2 separate regions of the Capsicum annuum genome follow, and region 2 is linked to region 1. Evidence: chromatin contacts called from public Hi-C data. All regions are on one chromosome and are shown on one strand. Each heading gives the region's core, a stretch centred on a gene start, on an enhancer-like site or on the middle of the called end of the contact. The rest is flanking DNA. Distances are from core to core; before and after follow the strand shown.

What was found. A called contact is a pair of places that touch in the nucleus more often than the background predicts.
Region 2: a contact with region 1 is called in a Hi-C map of pericarp, with 2.6 times the contacts expected there. The contact joins the promoter of LOC107873238 here to the promoter of LOC107873237 in region 1. A contact is called at or near these places in 2 of 5 Hi-C or Micro-C datasets (leaf and pericarp).

What each region holds. Positions count from the first base shown.
Region 1 is chr6:101,268,432-101,271,131 of UCD10Xv1.1, reverse strand. It overlaps LOC107873237 (protein INVOLVED IN DE NOVO 2), which reads left to right and starts at 1,253. Exons shown (of 7, transcript XM_016719994.2): 1 at 1,253-1,649.
Region 2 is chr6:101,625,865-101,628,824 of UCD10Xv1.1, reverse strand. It overlaps LOC107873238, which reads right to left and starts at 1,410. Exons shown (of 15, transcript XM_016719998.2): 1 at 802-1,410. The coding sequence starts at 1,071.

The DNA of each region.
Region 1 (2,700 bases), core at 4-2,503:
GGCTTGAGGTCGTCTTGGTGATCGCCAAAGTGTAACTTGGCTCACCAAATTGGGAGTCTTGCTCCCTAAAGTGGGCAGTAGGTTGCCCTCTTCTTCAATCCGTTGCTTCCCCATGCCTTAAGCTACATCTGTATGTGGAAGCCCTTTCTTTTGTGTTCAATAAGATCCATTTAAGCTCCCTTCATGTCCTACTGTGAAGCTTAAAAAGATCCTCATAGTTAGTGCTAGCTCTGGTCATATCCAATAGTGTTACATGTGTGGTTTTCATTTAGTCATAATGTATAGCTATTTTGGGGGGAAAAATAAGGGCTTAGAAAGTCTCACACACAAGTACACACGTAGGTGACGTCCAGCTGTCAAAACAGGAAAGCGCATTTACGATGTGCTCGAAAACCTTGGAAGAAATTAATTTTTTACTTCGAATAAATAGTGAGACAAGCAGCTGCGCTCCCACAACCCAGAGTGGCTGACCACGCGCTTTAATAATTGATTCGCATCGAATTGGATAATTTTTATAGTACTATATTAACCTTTAGGTTGTTTTCCTCTTTGGGTGTGTTTGGTATGATAGAAAATATTTTCCATGGAAAATGTTATCTTGGAAAATGTTTTCCTGAAAAATAAGTTGGTTTTCTACTTACTTTCTCATGTTTGGTTGGTGACTGGAAAATATTTTTCAAAAAATATTTTATGGTGTTTGGTTGGTGAGTAGAGACTATTTTTTAGAAAAATATTTTCTAATGTTTGATTGATGAGTGAAAAAATATTTTTTTAGAAAATACTACTAACTGTTAATTAGTATATCAGTACCTCTAGCAACTCAACAATTTGTAAGAACTAATTTAAGCATAACAAATAATATCAATATCGAATACTAAAATATTACAATCACTAAATTTAAGCAACTATTAATTAGCAAATATATGAGACACTTTTCAATATTTTGTCAGGACAATCTCAAGATACTACAATCAATAGAAATATAACGGAACGATAAGCTTATTCAACCTCGTGAAACAAGTTACATCGATGACAAAATGAAATATGCAATTAGCAAAAGTAATATAGGTAAGTCTTCCTTTATGTATATGAAAATAACAATATATTCAATGAATATTGGAAATAGAAAAAATTCAGGTTTTACTATTTTTTATTTCAAGCACTGAAAAATTGAAGTAAAGCACAGTGAAAAATATTTTCGAATAATATAAATTTTTGAGAAATGTAAATTTTTGAGTCATATGAATATGAGTGTTATTGGGGTGGAAAGAGGGATAAGGTGGGATCATAAGTTACATTTATCATTTTCTAGAAAATAAATTTCCTTAACTCATGAGGGAAATAAGTTATTATGAAAAATGTTTGAAAAACATTTTATTACAGCCAAACAAGAAAAAATAGAAAAACATTTTGGAGAAATCATTTGCCATAGTACCAAACACATCCTTTGTCTCTCCTCATCAAAACCCAATTTTACTTGCCTCCTCACTCACTACCTACGAAAAGACCCTATTCACTCCTTCAAGAGAAACTGCTGCCTAATACCTTCTCTTTTGCTGCTTGACGCTTGGTTTGGAAAATCCGGGCAAGTAGATCTGAGACAGATAACAATTCTTTTCCTCTTTGCTCGATTTCTGTTGTTTAACAAGGTTTTAATTTGTAATTTTTGACTCTGCTATGTCTTCCTTGGATGCATGTCTCTGTATACATTTGGCTACTGTTTAAGGCTGTTTCTTTTAGTTAATTAGTCTTTCGGCTGCTCAAAAATATGAAGAAACCCTAGGAAATAGACAATTCACGCAGCTCTGTATTTTTTTAAATTTTTTTTAGTAAAATGTAGCTTCCATATGGTTGGTACTTGCAAGGTTGTTATCAAAATTTCTTCCTTTATGAATTCTAAGGTAAATTTGACATGTATTCAAGCTATTTCCGGATAAGCATTTCTTTTTTGAGTCCGGTCAGGGGTGTAATTATTGCGTTGACCTCCGTGCATTATCGTGCTGATTATTCTCCTTCAACTTGCAAGCTTCTGCTCTTGAACAAAGAATGATGTGGCGAAAAAAGTAAACCAGGAAGCACAAAGTACCCTATCTAATTACTGTTGCCTAGTATTGCAATGCTGTCAAAAACTGCTAATTGCTATTGATTTCTAGGTCTCTGTATGGGTATATTGAGGAGAACCTTCAAAGAAAACCTAGTTCTTTTTATTGTGCATGTATAACATCTGTAATCTCTTGCAAAATATTTCTCTGCTATCAAAAACTGCAGATATTACTGTTGAGTTCCAGATCTTTGTATTTGTAAGGTAAAACAACCGTATTTCTTACTTGCATTTAGCACATATGACTGTAATTATGTTTCTGGAGAAGAGGGTAAGGAATGAACATTTTCATGTAAGGTTATTCTTACCAGGATGAGTTTTACATTTTTTTTTTCACCAATCAATTGGTGCTTATTGGATGTCATGGGTTCTTCGTATAACTTTTTGATTGGTTCATTCTTCCATAAATTGCTGTAAATGTAACAAAGTGTATCAAAATTTAAGAAACATTCATTTTCTTTTAATGGGAATATCAAAACCTGGTTCAGCGTCTGTCTACCCCACAAAGGTAGTGTACGGTCTGCGTACATCCTACTCTCCCCAGGCCCTACTTGTTGGATTACACTGGGTATGTTGTTGTTCTTCGGAGTATCAAAGCC
Region 2 (2,960 bases), core at 161-2,660, 360 kb before region 1:
TGAGAACTTGGATTTGGCATATATATTAGCCTCAAAATTTAGAAAGAAAAAACTTCTCACCATATAGGCTCATAGGAATGTCTAAACATGACAGCACCTATGTTTTAGGGTAATTGTGAAGTTTTCAATTGAGGATGTAATAAAAAAAGATGCATTTCAATTTTCAAGAAGCCAGTATTTTAGGAACCATTTAGACACTTGACCTTTAAGGAACGAGTTCCTATATCAGTCTGGAATCTAATTATCTTTATGTATTTGTTAATCCAATAAGCTGGGTAGTGTTTCATTGCTTACAGGATTATCAGACAAATTTGCCAAGGTACAAACCAAGATAGTTAAAGCTTTTCAAAATCAAGCAAGCATCAGAACCCCACACTTTCTCTTGGCATCTTTGCAGCTTATATGCTCTTGTAATGCTTGTCTCCTTCCCCGAATACCCACAAAGACAGCATCTGAATCCCATATCTTACGAAACATGCTAAATAAACTACTATATTACCGAATACCCATAAAGACAGCATCTGAATCCCATATCTTACGAAACATGCTAAATAAACTACTATATTACACTTAACAACATCATACATCCAAAAACCCTACACATTCCCTACCCAATTTCCTAGATTAAGACTTAATTCAAGGCAATATACTTCAGGAAATGTAAAAAAGGGGAAAATCAAGGTTAAATAAAAATGTAGGTACAAAACCTGCAATCTTATCACAAACTAGGAATGAAAATCTCGGAGAAACTACTGTAGTAAACCTACATTCAAATGAGATAGAAGAGGATCCAAGTCTAACCCGAAGAGTTCTTGAAGCTTCGGAGGCAGTGGCAGAGGAAATTCCATGGTGAGCAGGAGAAGAAGAACAAGAAGAAGAACAAGAAGAAGAAGAAGAAGAAGAAGAAGAGGAGGAGGAGGAAGAAGATAGACAATCAGCGACAGCTCTGCGAAGTGGCTCAGGTGGTTTCTTAAGCGAAGAAGATCTCAATCTGGATGCGCCACCGCCGCCTCCGCCCAAAGGCAACCTGGAGCTAGCTGGGCTCCGAGATGGACTGTAGATCGCCGACATCGATGGGTGTGCGATGGAGATTTTTCAAGTGGATGCTATTGATTCATGGGTTACAGCAGAAAAAAAAAGGGGGGGGGGGGGGGGGTGCAAATGCACGTCACTTCTTACGTTCAACTGAGCTAAATCTGAATTTGTAAGTCCTCGTCCCTACTACATTTCAACATTGTAAAAAAGGACTGAAAAATCGTTGTAATCTATCCGGCTGAGGGAGGGAGAGGGAGAGAGAAATGGAAAGATGCGGAATTCACAAAGGGCAAGAATATAATTAGCAAGCTGTATGCTTTGTGGTATGAATGTGTTCTGTTGTGTATGTACAAGAGACATCGAGCGTAGTTTTATGAGGATCATTAGCTGGCAAGCGCTTAGTTAATTTGGGGCACTTTATCTGCTGCCAGGTTTTCCGTCAAATTACTCCTCTGCTTTTTTTTTGTTTTTTTCTTTTCATATGGTCATGGTCCGAGGGCATAAAGTTGGAGAATTAAATTTTTTAATTTTTTTATCTATGATTTATGATATTAATTTACGATTCATATTTTGGGTAGTGAATTATGAGAAGTATTATTGTATTAAATTGTGATAAGTATATCTTATTTTGTAGCTGGTTAAGATCGTATAAAGTTAATATGGTTTTTCATGTTTGCTTTGTAATTTAAAAAATTGTATGACATATATGTATAAGTTATGAGAAGATCTATGCATTATTTTGTGCATGATAAAAAGATGAAATAATAACTAAATTTACATAAATACATAATATTGGTGTAATATATCAAATAATTAAATTACAGTTGAAATAATAAAATGAAGAAATTAAAATAATTTGTTTCTTAGTTGAGGTGTGGATATCTCGTTCTCTTTAAGAATATTCAAGTCCACTACGACAGGAAGATCAATGACTTATAGATTACAAAAATGACAGGAAACTTGTGAACACATTCTTAGCACTAATACTAAGAGTAATTAACATATAATGCCGCAAAAATAAAAGGGGATGAACTGTTGCACATTGTGACTATGCAAATGGATGGAGTAAAAGACTACATGATTAAAAATGTAACTTAAAGGTATTAAATTCCCTTAAAGCCACTAAATTTCAATAGGAGGCAACACAACATATATCTTACGTTTAATTGAGCTAAATCTGAATTTGTAAGTCCTCGTCCCTACTACATTTCAACATTGAAAAAAAGAATTGAAAAATCGTTTGTAATCTATCCGACTAAGGGAGGGAGAGAGAGAGAAATGGAAATATGCGGAATTCACAAAGGGCAAGAATATAATTAGCTAGATGTATGAATGTGTTCTGTTGTGTATGTACAAGAGAAATCCAACGTAGTTTTATGAGGATCATTAGCTGGCAAGCGGTTAGTTAATTTCGGGCACTTTATCTGCTGCCAGGGTTTTCCGTCAAATTGCTCCTCTGCTTTTTTTTTTTCCCCTTTTCATATGGTCATGGTTCGAGGGCATAAAGTTGGAGAATTAAATTTTTTGATTTTTCTATTTATGATTTATGATATCAATTTACGATTCATATTTTGGGTAGTGGATTATGAGGAGTGTTATTGTATTAAATTGCGATAAGTATATCTTATTTTGTAGCTGGTTAAGATCGTATAAAGTTAATATGGTTTTTCATGTTTGCTTTGTAATTTAAAAAATAGTATGACATATATGTATAAGCTATGAGAAGATCTATGCATTATTTTGTGCATGATAAAAAGATGAAACAATAACTAAATTTTACATAAATACATAATATTGGTGTAATATATCAAATAATTAAATTACAGTTGAAATAATAAAATGAAGAAATTAAAATAATTTGTTTCTTAGTTAAGGTGTGGATATCTCGTTCTCTTTAAGAAGATTCAAGTCCACTACGACAAGAA